3 separate regions of the Mus musculus genome follow, and all the other regions are linked to region 2. The links are chromatin contacts, called in public HiChIP or PLAC-seq and promoter capture Hi-C maps. All regions are on one chromosome and are shown on one strand. The core of a region is the stretch at or near the end of the contact, and the rest is flanking DNA. Distances in the headings are between cores, read along the strand shown. Region 1 has its middle 19 kb from the start of Depdc1b. Region 2 overlaps Pde4d (phosphodiesterase 4D, cAMP specific). Region 3 has its middle 43 kb from the start of Gm32881.

The links. Promoter capture Hi-C pulls out the DNA fragments that hold promoters and counts their contacts. HiChIP or PLAC-seq counts read pairs in DNA pulled down with a chosen protein or histone mark.
Region 1: an H3K4me3 HiChIP or PLAC-seq map of bone marrow-derived macrophages shows a contact between it and region 2, with 4 times the contacts expected there. The contact joins two enhancer-like sites. A contact is called at or near these places in 4 of 115 datasets of contacts at active chromatin or transcription factors (bone marrow-derived macrophages, embryonic fibroblasts, large pre-B cells and 1 more) and 1 of 9 other capture datasets (embryonic stem cells).
Region 3: a promoter capture Hi-C map of embryonic stem cells shows a contact between it and region 2, with 3 times the contacts expected there. The contact joins two enhancer-like sites. A contact is called at or near these places in 1 of 39 promoter capture datasets (embryonic stem cells), 4 of 484 Hi-C or Micro-C datasets (CD4 T cells, the HPC-7 cell line, embryonic stem cells and 1 more), 1 of 115 datasets of contacts at active chromatin or transcription factors (embryonic stem cells) and 1 of 9 other capture datasets (embryonic stem cells).

Annotation. Positions count from the first base shown.
Region 1 is chr13:108,296,035-108,298,734 of GRCm38.p6, forward strand. No RefSeq gene overlaps it. Among named protein-coding and RNA genes, the nearest start is that of Depdc1b, 19 kb to the right of the region's middle. Within about 2 kb of position 1,412, at least 227 of the 459 cell types and tissues checked have an H3K27ac peak or open chromatin away from gene starts, as enhancers often do. A contact at or near this core is called in bone marrow-derived macrophages, where this site is marked.
Region 2 is chr13:109,238,224-109,240,923 of GRCm38.p6, forward strand. All of the region lies in intron 3 of Pde4d (phosphodiesterase 4D, cAMP specific), which reads left to right. Among named protein-coding and RNA genes, the nearest start is that of Mir582, 85 kb to the right of the region's middle. Within about 2 kb of position 1,253, at least 107 of the 459 cell types and tissues checked have an H3K27ac peak or open chromatin away from gene starts, as enhancers often do. A contact at or near this core is called in bone marrow-derived macrophages, where this site is marked.
Region 3 is chr13:110,047,698-110,050,397 of GRCm38.p6, forward strand. No RefSeq gene overlaps it. Among named protein-coding and RNA genes, the nearest start is that of Gm32881, 43 kb to the left of the region's middle. Within about 2 kb of position 1,259, at least 23 of the 459 cell types and tissues checked have an H3K27ac peak or open chromatin away from gene starts, as enhancers often do.

The DNA.
Region 1 (2,700 bases), core at 162-2,661, 940 kb before region 2:
GCCACACCTCCTAATACAGCGCGCTCTGTGCTAAGCATATTCAAACTAACACACTTATTTTTCTGGTTATGTTGAGATAAAGTCTTGTTATGTTGACCAGGTTGGTCTTGAACTCTTGGGCTCAAGTCATTCTCCTGTCTCTCTGGAGTAGTGTGTACAGCTTTGTATGTACTTTTATTGTTGTTGTTGTCATCGAAACAATGTTTCATGCAACCTATACTGTCATCGAAACAATGTTTCATGCAACCTATACTGGCCTCAAATTCACTACATACAGGAGAGAATGAACTTGAGAGACTGTGGGGGCATGCCTAAGCACACTGGCTATTTATTCATTTAGACAGAGCCTCACTATGTTGTCCTGGGTAGCTCCAAATTGTAAACCTCCCTGTCTCAGTCTCGCACGTGCTGGGACTATTGATCACGTATACCTGGCTCTATATCTGCTTAAAATAACTTTTTATTGATTCTGCATAATTTCACATCATGCACCCCAATTCCACTCATCTTCCTGCCCCTTCGCATCTGCCTTCCACCACTTCAGCTTCCCTCAAAAGAAAACAAAAAATAAAAATAAAAACCATCTCGCCATGGAAGCTACAGTGTGTCCCACAGTGTACCCTTTCGTCCACACATTTTTACTTGCAAAGGTTCACTGCAGTGAGTCATTGGTCTGGTTCAAGGCCTCTGGCTTGTGCTATCCTCTCAATATTGGATCTTCATGGGGACTCCTCTAGGATATCCTGTTGTTATCCTGTGTCATGGTGATCCTAAAGCTTTGGTTCTATTGAATCAGCCTTTTGAGCATGCTCCAACAGTTCATAGATGAAGAAGATGTTGGGGTGGGACAACTCAGAGCCTTGGATCTGGGCCTGGGTAGAAGTTGCCAGCCAGCAATCCTGGGCCTGGGTTCCAGGGGCCAGCGCTCGATCCTGCTTTGCCCAGATGAGGAGTGGGGCCAGCTCCTGAATCCCACATTCAATCCTGCCTTTAATCCCACATTTCAGGAGGCAGAAGCAAGTGGATCTCTGAGTTCGAGGCTAGCCTGGTCTACAGAGCAAGTTCCAGGACCGGCTGGGCTACCCAGAGAAACTGTCTTGAAAAAAAACAAAAACAAAAACAAAAACAAAAAAAACAACCAAACAACCAATAAAGAAACAAACAAAAACGGTTTTAAGCAATACTCAGCATTATCTTCCTTAAAAAACAAAAAACTGTCTTTCAGCTAGCTATCAAGGCTAAAATTCCCCATCCCTCCCTCACCAGCGCTTGCACCATCTCCCCGAAGCTCTCGATCTTTCCCCACTTAGAGCTGCTCCTTATTTCAGACTCTTTCCAGGGCTGTATCTTACAGGGCAAAAGGACTTCCGGACGAGGGAGAGTGATACCAAGCCTGTGCAGAGAAGTTGTCCTCCTCTCTCCCATCCCTCCTCCCCTCCAAAGAGTCAAATGCTTCTCCGCATTTCCTCTCCCTCCCCCATGCATCTCCGCTCCACTTAGGAAGCTTTTGATGTTTGCAGACTCCGGTATGTTTGTGTTCCCAAACTCACAGGGTCAAACTCAACCTCATCGTGGCATTTCCCTAGAAGGCATAAAAAGGGGGGATGCGGAGGGGGGCGGGTTAGGATAGAGCGCTTAGGTTAGAGTTTAGTTAGACTCCTTAATGCTTGTAGAAATCTTTAGGAAGCCACAGAAAGGGTGTGTGCTTGTTCAGTGGCAGGAAGTGACAGTGATGTTTCACAGGCCCCGCCCTAGAATGTATTTGCCAGCATCCTGTGCTGCCAGCAGAGCCTTCTGTCTGGAGAGCTAGCATTCCTCCTTGCTCCAGCCAGTATGCTCCATTAGCCAATTTAATGGTAAAACACAAACTTAATTATGCATCTCTGTGTAAGCCCTGTAATGGCTTTCGGCTTTGCTGGGGTAGGAGTGGGGGAGGGCTGCCCTCAAGACCCCACAGAGACAGCATCTGCCCAGCTTCACAGTCATGGTTATTGTCCGGTTTGATCTCTGGATTCTCAGCTGTTGTAAGTTTCTCTCTGTGCCTCTGTATGGCCCTGGTCACCAGACTACCTCTCCATATCACCCTCTCAGGCTGCCCCACCCCCCACCCCCAGTGCCACAAACCCCATCCCTTGGCCTGAGAAATCCCTACCAATATTTTAGATTATTTTATCTCAGTTCAAATTCTTAAGGATGCTATGTCCCTACTACTTAGAACCAATTCCTGATATGTTCCCAGAAAGTCAAAGAGCCTACTTTTCAGAGCTTCTACGCCATATTGATTTAAATATATATAATCACCCAACTCACGTTTATCTCCCCCATCAAGATAAGCAGTCTAAAGAGAAAGTCTGTGTGTCCTGCTGAACATCCGACCCACCCACCCCCTCGTGCACGGGCTCTGTGGCTAGCCCCAGGCACATGTGAGTGTGCTGGTGACATTCAGTGGCAAGGGCACAGAACAATCCTCTGAGGTGTGTTAAGCTCTGTAGGCTCCCCACCCTGACCACTGGAAGGGGGGGGGGCTGTTTCTTGCCTATTTCATAATTTTTGAGACCTTTTTTTTTTTTTTTTTACTTTTAAGTTAAGAAGAGATCTTGTTGGGTTTGGTCATCTAGGCCCCCTAATTCCATCACTGAAGTTTAAGAACAGCTTCAGTTAACCTCACACCAAATATGGATGTTTAGGCTGGGCCAGGTA
Region 2 (2,700 bases), core at 3-2,502:
TTTCTTCTTGTGGCTTTTAATAATTGATGTGTTCTCCATCCAAGGACAACGTATTTAGACTGTGTGTGCATTACAAAGAACTGAGCTCCACTTAATGGAGAATTTTAAAATAAGAGGTGTGCTTGAATTCTCTTGGATCCCATTCTTCTTTTGACATTGTTTCCTCCAACGTGCCACAGTGGATCATGCTTTGATAAACAGGATGAAGGGCCCCAGGTCTGAGGCTGCATTCCAGAAGTATTTCTTCCACAGAGCTGGGGAGCATTTTCCTCTGCACAGAGTATTGGTAACACGTATGTGTTTTCCCCCAACCCCACCCCATACTCATTCGGGGTTAGCTTTGAAGAATTGTGATGGCATCCAATGAAAATAAAGTGAACAGAAGAAATGGCAGATTATACCTGTCCAGGGTTAACGTGAAGGATAGTCTTTCGTGATATAAGATGGATTTCCTTATCAGCTACCATGAATTTTATATTAGGCTCAGTTAAAAGACAAACAGAAAGACAGAGGACAGGAGAAGGCAGAGGGCAAAAGGTTAAAAAAAAAAAAAAGATAAGGACAAAGAGAGGAAGAGGAAAGAGAAAAAGCAACGTCAATGGCTCCGTAGGTCCTGAGGTGAGTGAGCTGCTTGCAGCTCAACAGCTTTGGTCAGCATCCTGTTATTGTCTTTGGGCATCAGAATACACTTCACCACCCTTTGAAATTTCCATACACACTACAATGATTTTGCTGTAATCTTTCTTTCCTGGGAAACGGCTTATTCGTTTTTTTTTTTTTTTTTTTTTTCTTTTTTTTCTTTTCAACCCTTGAGGTCATTTTCTTGTTTCAGGTTTTATTTTTACAAAGTCCTGAAGACTTTGCAATGGGTAAAATTGTGAATTTAGTCTTCAGCATCTCCATGACAAATTTAACTCTGGGCCAATCACTAAGAGGGGGTGGGGGTGGGGGTGGGGGTGGGGGAAGTGGCTTCTTCCTCCCCAGGCTAAAATGTGACATTTCTAAATATGCCCATCATTACTTCGTTTTTTGAGTATTTGAAAATGCATGATTATAAGTCTTAGTTCTCAGGGCTTTATGTCAAACCTACTTACTGTCCCTTGTAGCTGCCGTGTCTTTGTTTTTGACGAGCATTGAGATACTCTGTGCTCTTCAGTTCTTTTTAAACTGCCTGGGGCTTCAAGCGCCTCTGTCACTGGTGTGGAGTAGAGCCCACAGGAACGATGTCACTTCCTCTCCCTTCCCCCTCCCTACTCCCACCAAAGAGCACTTCCTGCCGCTTCATTTCAACTGGCTGTGCTGCGGGATGCCATGTTAGCTCAGGGCACTCAATTTTTTTTTTTTTTTTTTTTTTTTTAATGAGAGCGGCAGTTCTGGATACACAGAGCTCAGAGCGCCGGAACTGATTCTTTGTGAAGCCGAACCCGGATCTAACTCTATTCCTAGAAGAGCACCAGTTCCCTCCTTACAGAGGAGGCCACTAAATAGAAAACTTCCACAGACACAAGGCTAATGGAATTAAGTTAAGGACTCATTTTCGTCTTAGAAAAATAACACATATAGAGGGGCATGATTTTTCGCTCACATTGAAAATGAGTTTTCACTTGTATAAAAGCGAAAATATAATGACTCATTAAGTACACTGTATGGCTGCAGGGAAACCAATAAAAGTGCAATAATTCCAAGTCATATTAATTATCATCCAGAAGAAGCCAGAACACCTTGAGTCTTAGCACAACAAGAAACACAGACTGTACACAGCATATCACGCATACGGTAGAGTACAGAGTTCACGCTGACTCCGTGATTCAAGAGCTTCTTCCTCGGAACACAGAATGGCCCAACGTGTACACCTGCCCAGGCAGCTTGATCTACTGGGCTGTGGCTCAGGCGGACACCAGGCTTCACGAGGCTGCTCGCTTGCCTCTCAGTGCTGGCCGCCGTTGGTTCTTCCTTCTGAGCACAGGATTTCTGCTCATTTTTATTCTGGAAACAATTGTCACTGTGTGAGACAATTTGTCATTCCCAACCCTGGGACAGTCTTCCTTGAATGAGGATTCTCAGTTTGCTATTCTTTCTCCCACCAACACCTCTGTTCCCATCGAGAAAACTGTTATCTGTTCAGGCAAATCCTGATTTCGGAGCACACTGACTCTCTGCCAATAGGATTTTTGGTTAGAAGTTATATACACACATATATATGTATGTGTATGTGTATGTGTATGTGTATGTGTATGTATATGTATATGATATAATACACATATATTAGTATATGTATATTGCATATATATACACATATTTATGTTGTATTTTAGATTTCATCTTTTTTAATTTTCTCTTTATAAAACTCACCTTATTACCTGTAATAAATTTCTAATAAATAAACTTTCTAACCCCTCCTCCCCTTTACCTTGCCTTTATCTCTAGCCCTAAGCACCAAAGGGTACAACCTCTACTCTCCAGTTGCTTTCCCCCACACCACTGGAGCAGTTCCCATCGCCGTCCATCTAACTTTTTCCGGGACCTCCTAAAGATAGCTCAACGTTCCCAGTTCAGGTTTGAGGGCCTTATGCTCTCCCACCAGACCCAAGCCAGACTCCCCAAGGCTTAGGAGGCCATGGCGCTACTCAGACACTACCATCCCCCACCTCTTCCTTCCCAGCACACCTTGCTTCCATTCCGCCTCTGCGCCAGTACGCA
Region 3 (2,700 bases), core at 9-2,508, 810 kb after region 2:
AGAAGAGGAGAAATATTCTAAATATCTTCTTCATATTTTATTCAGCTTTTTCATATACAAAGATCTTAAGGGTATTTTAATTGAAACTGTGTCAGTTCTGTGATTTGAATCCTTGGCACCCAAATCTAAGGCGTATTTTTAAAAGGCATCCCTCCATCCTCTAAAATATTCATTCATTCATTCATTCATTCATTCATGCATGCATGCATGCATGCATGCATATATTCATTCATTCATTCATCCATTCATGCATGCATGCATGCATATATTCATTCATTCATGCATGCATGCATGCATGCATATATTCATTCATTCATGCATGCATGCATGCATGCATTCATTCATTCATTCATTCAATGGTGTATGTGAGAGAGAGAGAGAGAAGAGAGAGAGAAAGAGACAGAGAGAAAGGGAAGGAGGGGAGAGGCAGAGAAAGAGGAAGAGGGGGAGGGAGGGAGGGAGGGAAGGAAGGAGGGAGGGAGGGAGGGAGGGAGGGAGAGAGAGAATGAATGTAGGATGTAAGTTACTTCAGAGGACAATGCTCAGGAATTGTTTTTTTCCTGATACCTTATGGGGTCTAGTGATGGGACTTAGGTCATCATACCTGTACATAAATGCCTCTACCAATATCCTTTGAAAGACCTATCTTTGACTTCTTACACATCTCTCATATCTTTATCACAATGAAATATCTACTCCCAGGGTCTGCAGAGATGTTGACTTAGTGGTTAATATCATTGGTGGTCCTTTCAGGGGAATCTGCATTTAGTTCCCAGCACTCACATGGTTGGCTACAACTGTCTGTAACTCTGGTTCCGGGGGATCTGACACTCTTACACACACACACACACACACACACACACACACACACACACACACACAAATGCACATCAAATAAAAATAAATAAATCATAAAAAAGAATAGAAATACCTTCTCCCTTCTTCTCACCTCCCATGGCAAAACCCACTTTTCCATTTAGCTTGTATCTTTTGTGAATGCCACATTTTTCTTGTCATGGCTATATCAATTGTATTAGTCTCTATAATTTCCACCACTAACATCATTCTCCCCTCCAAAGTTTTCTTTTCACTGTCCTCTTAATTTTGGCTTGTTTCATTAGGTGACTCTTGTCGTTTGACTTTCTGTTCTATATATAGAGGCAAGGGCAAAGAGACACTGAAGGATATGCTAATGATGCTTGCTCTATAGTGCTTGAAAGGCCATGGGGACCGCATCACACCTGGTGGAGTCCAGGGAGGTGGGGTGTGGGGCATAAAGGAACAGCTGCCAACTCTTCAGAAACATGGGCCAGCCTGCCTCCTTCTCTAAACAGACTTGTGATTGGCCAGCCATCAGTAGCCTCAGGTTTTCAGTTTGCCCTTCATCTGACTGATGAAGTTACTTCCTGACTTCTAGTGAGTTAGCTATATATAGCATCACTGTGGAGATGAGCTATTTCTTGTCTGGGTTGGATTGTAAATTATTTTAAAAAAAACTGTAATTTTAATATCTAGAGTATAAACCTCAAAAAGGGAAGTGGTAGTTTTACTGTTAATAGTTGTTAAAGTGTCTGTGCCAAATGCATGGGTGAAAGAAGGAGGAGAGACAAAGAAACCCAAATCAATTAGATTGAAATAGTTGCATAGAAATCGTTTGGTATGCATCGAGGAAGTAGAGGAGACAGGAAGAGGAACGGAAGGGTAAGGCTTAAATGGAAAAGATCACTGTTTTTATCTTTCTTTAATCCTTTTATTGACATTTTCTTTAGCATATAATGAAATATAAGACTTTCACTTGACAATAAAGCTCTTGTCTTATTTTCATTCAATCTGCCTCTCCTATATTTTTGTTTCAGACCACCTGAAAAACAAAACGGAACAAAACAAAAACCAACCAAACAAATAAACAGAAACCAGTATGCTCATTTGCTTACCGTCACCATGACAAAGTGGCAGAGAAAAACAAACTTTAAAGATCTGTTCTGGCTCCCAGTTTCTACACTTTGGACCACGGTTGCTTGGCACGATAGCTTTGGGTCTGAAACAGTGGAGCCTGTGGCAAAGGAAAGCAGCCCACCTCACACACAGGGAAGCAGAGACTGAGGAGAGGCTGGGATCCCCAAAACCTCTTCAAGGCCAAAATCAATTACGTGACCCACCAGCCCTAACTCTACTCCATCTTAACAGACTGGTCAGCTAGGACCAGGGTTTTGCTGTGTAGATTTCTTGGGGCCACTTAATATCCATTTCAAGTAGTACAGTGGATCTCTCAACCAATCTACTTTCCCATCTTATGCAGCCTGTCTCCCCTACCTACCTTACGTTAAAACTACCTTGTCAAGTTGATTGGCTTTGTCTTTTTGTTAAAAACAGCCCTTTGGTGCATAGCACGGGATAGTATGGGACTTACTATGTGGACCAACCTGTGGACCAACTCTCTGTCTTGAACGCACAGAGATCGACATGGCTCTGCCTCCAGAGTGCTGAGATTTAAGGTGTGCACCACCATGCCTACCTGATTTTGTTCTCACTTTTTATTAAATGAAAATGTAGATCACTCCCTTTACAAAGCTTTTCCCTCTCATGTTTATTTTTTCATTTTTGTATATTGTGTGTATGTGGGGGGTGGTGGGGCATGGAGCACATGCTATATCATGCAAATGAAAGTCAGAGGACAGCAGTGGCAGTTGATTCTCTCCT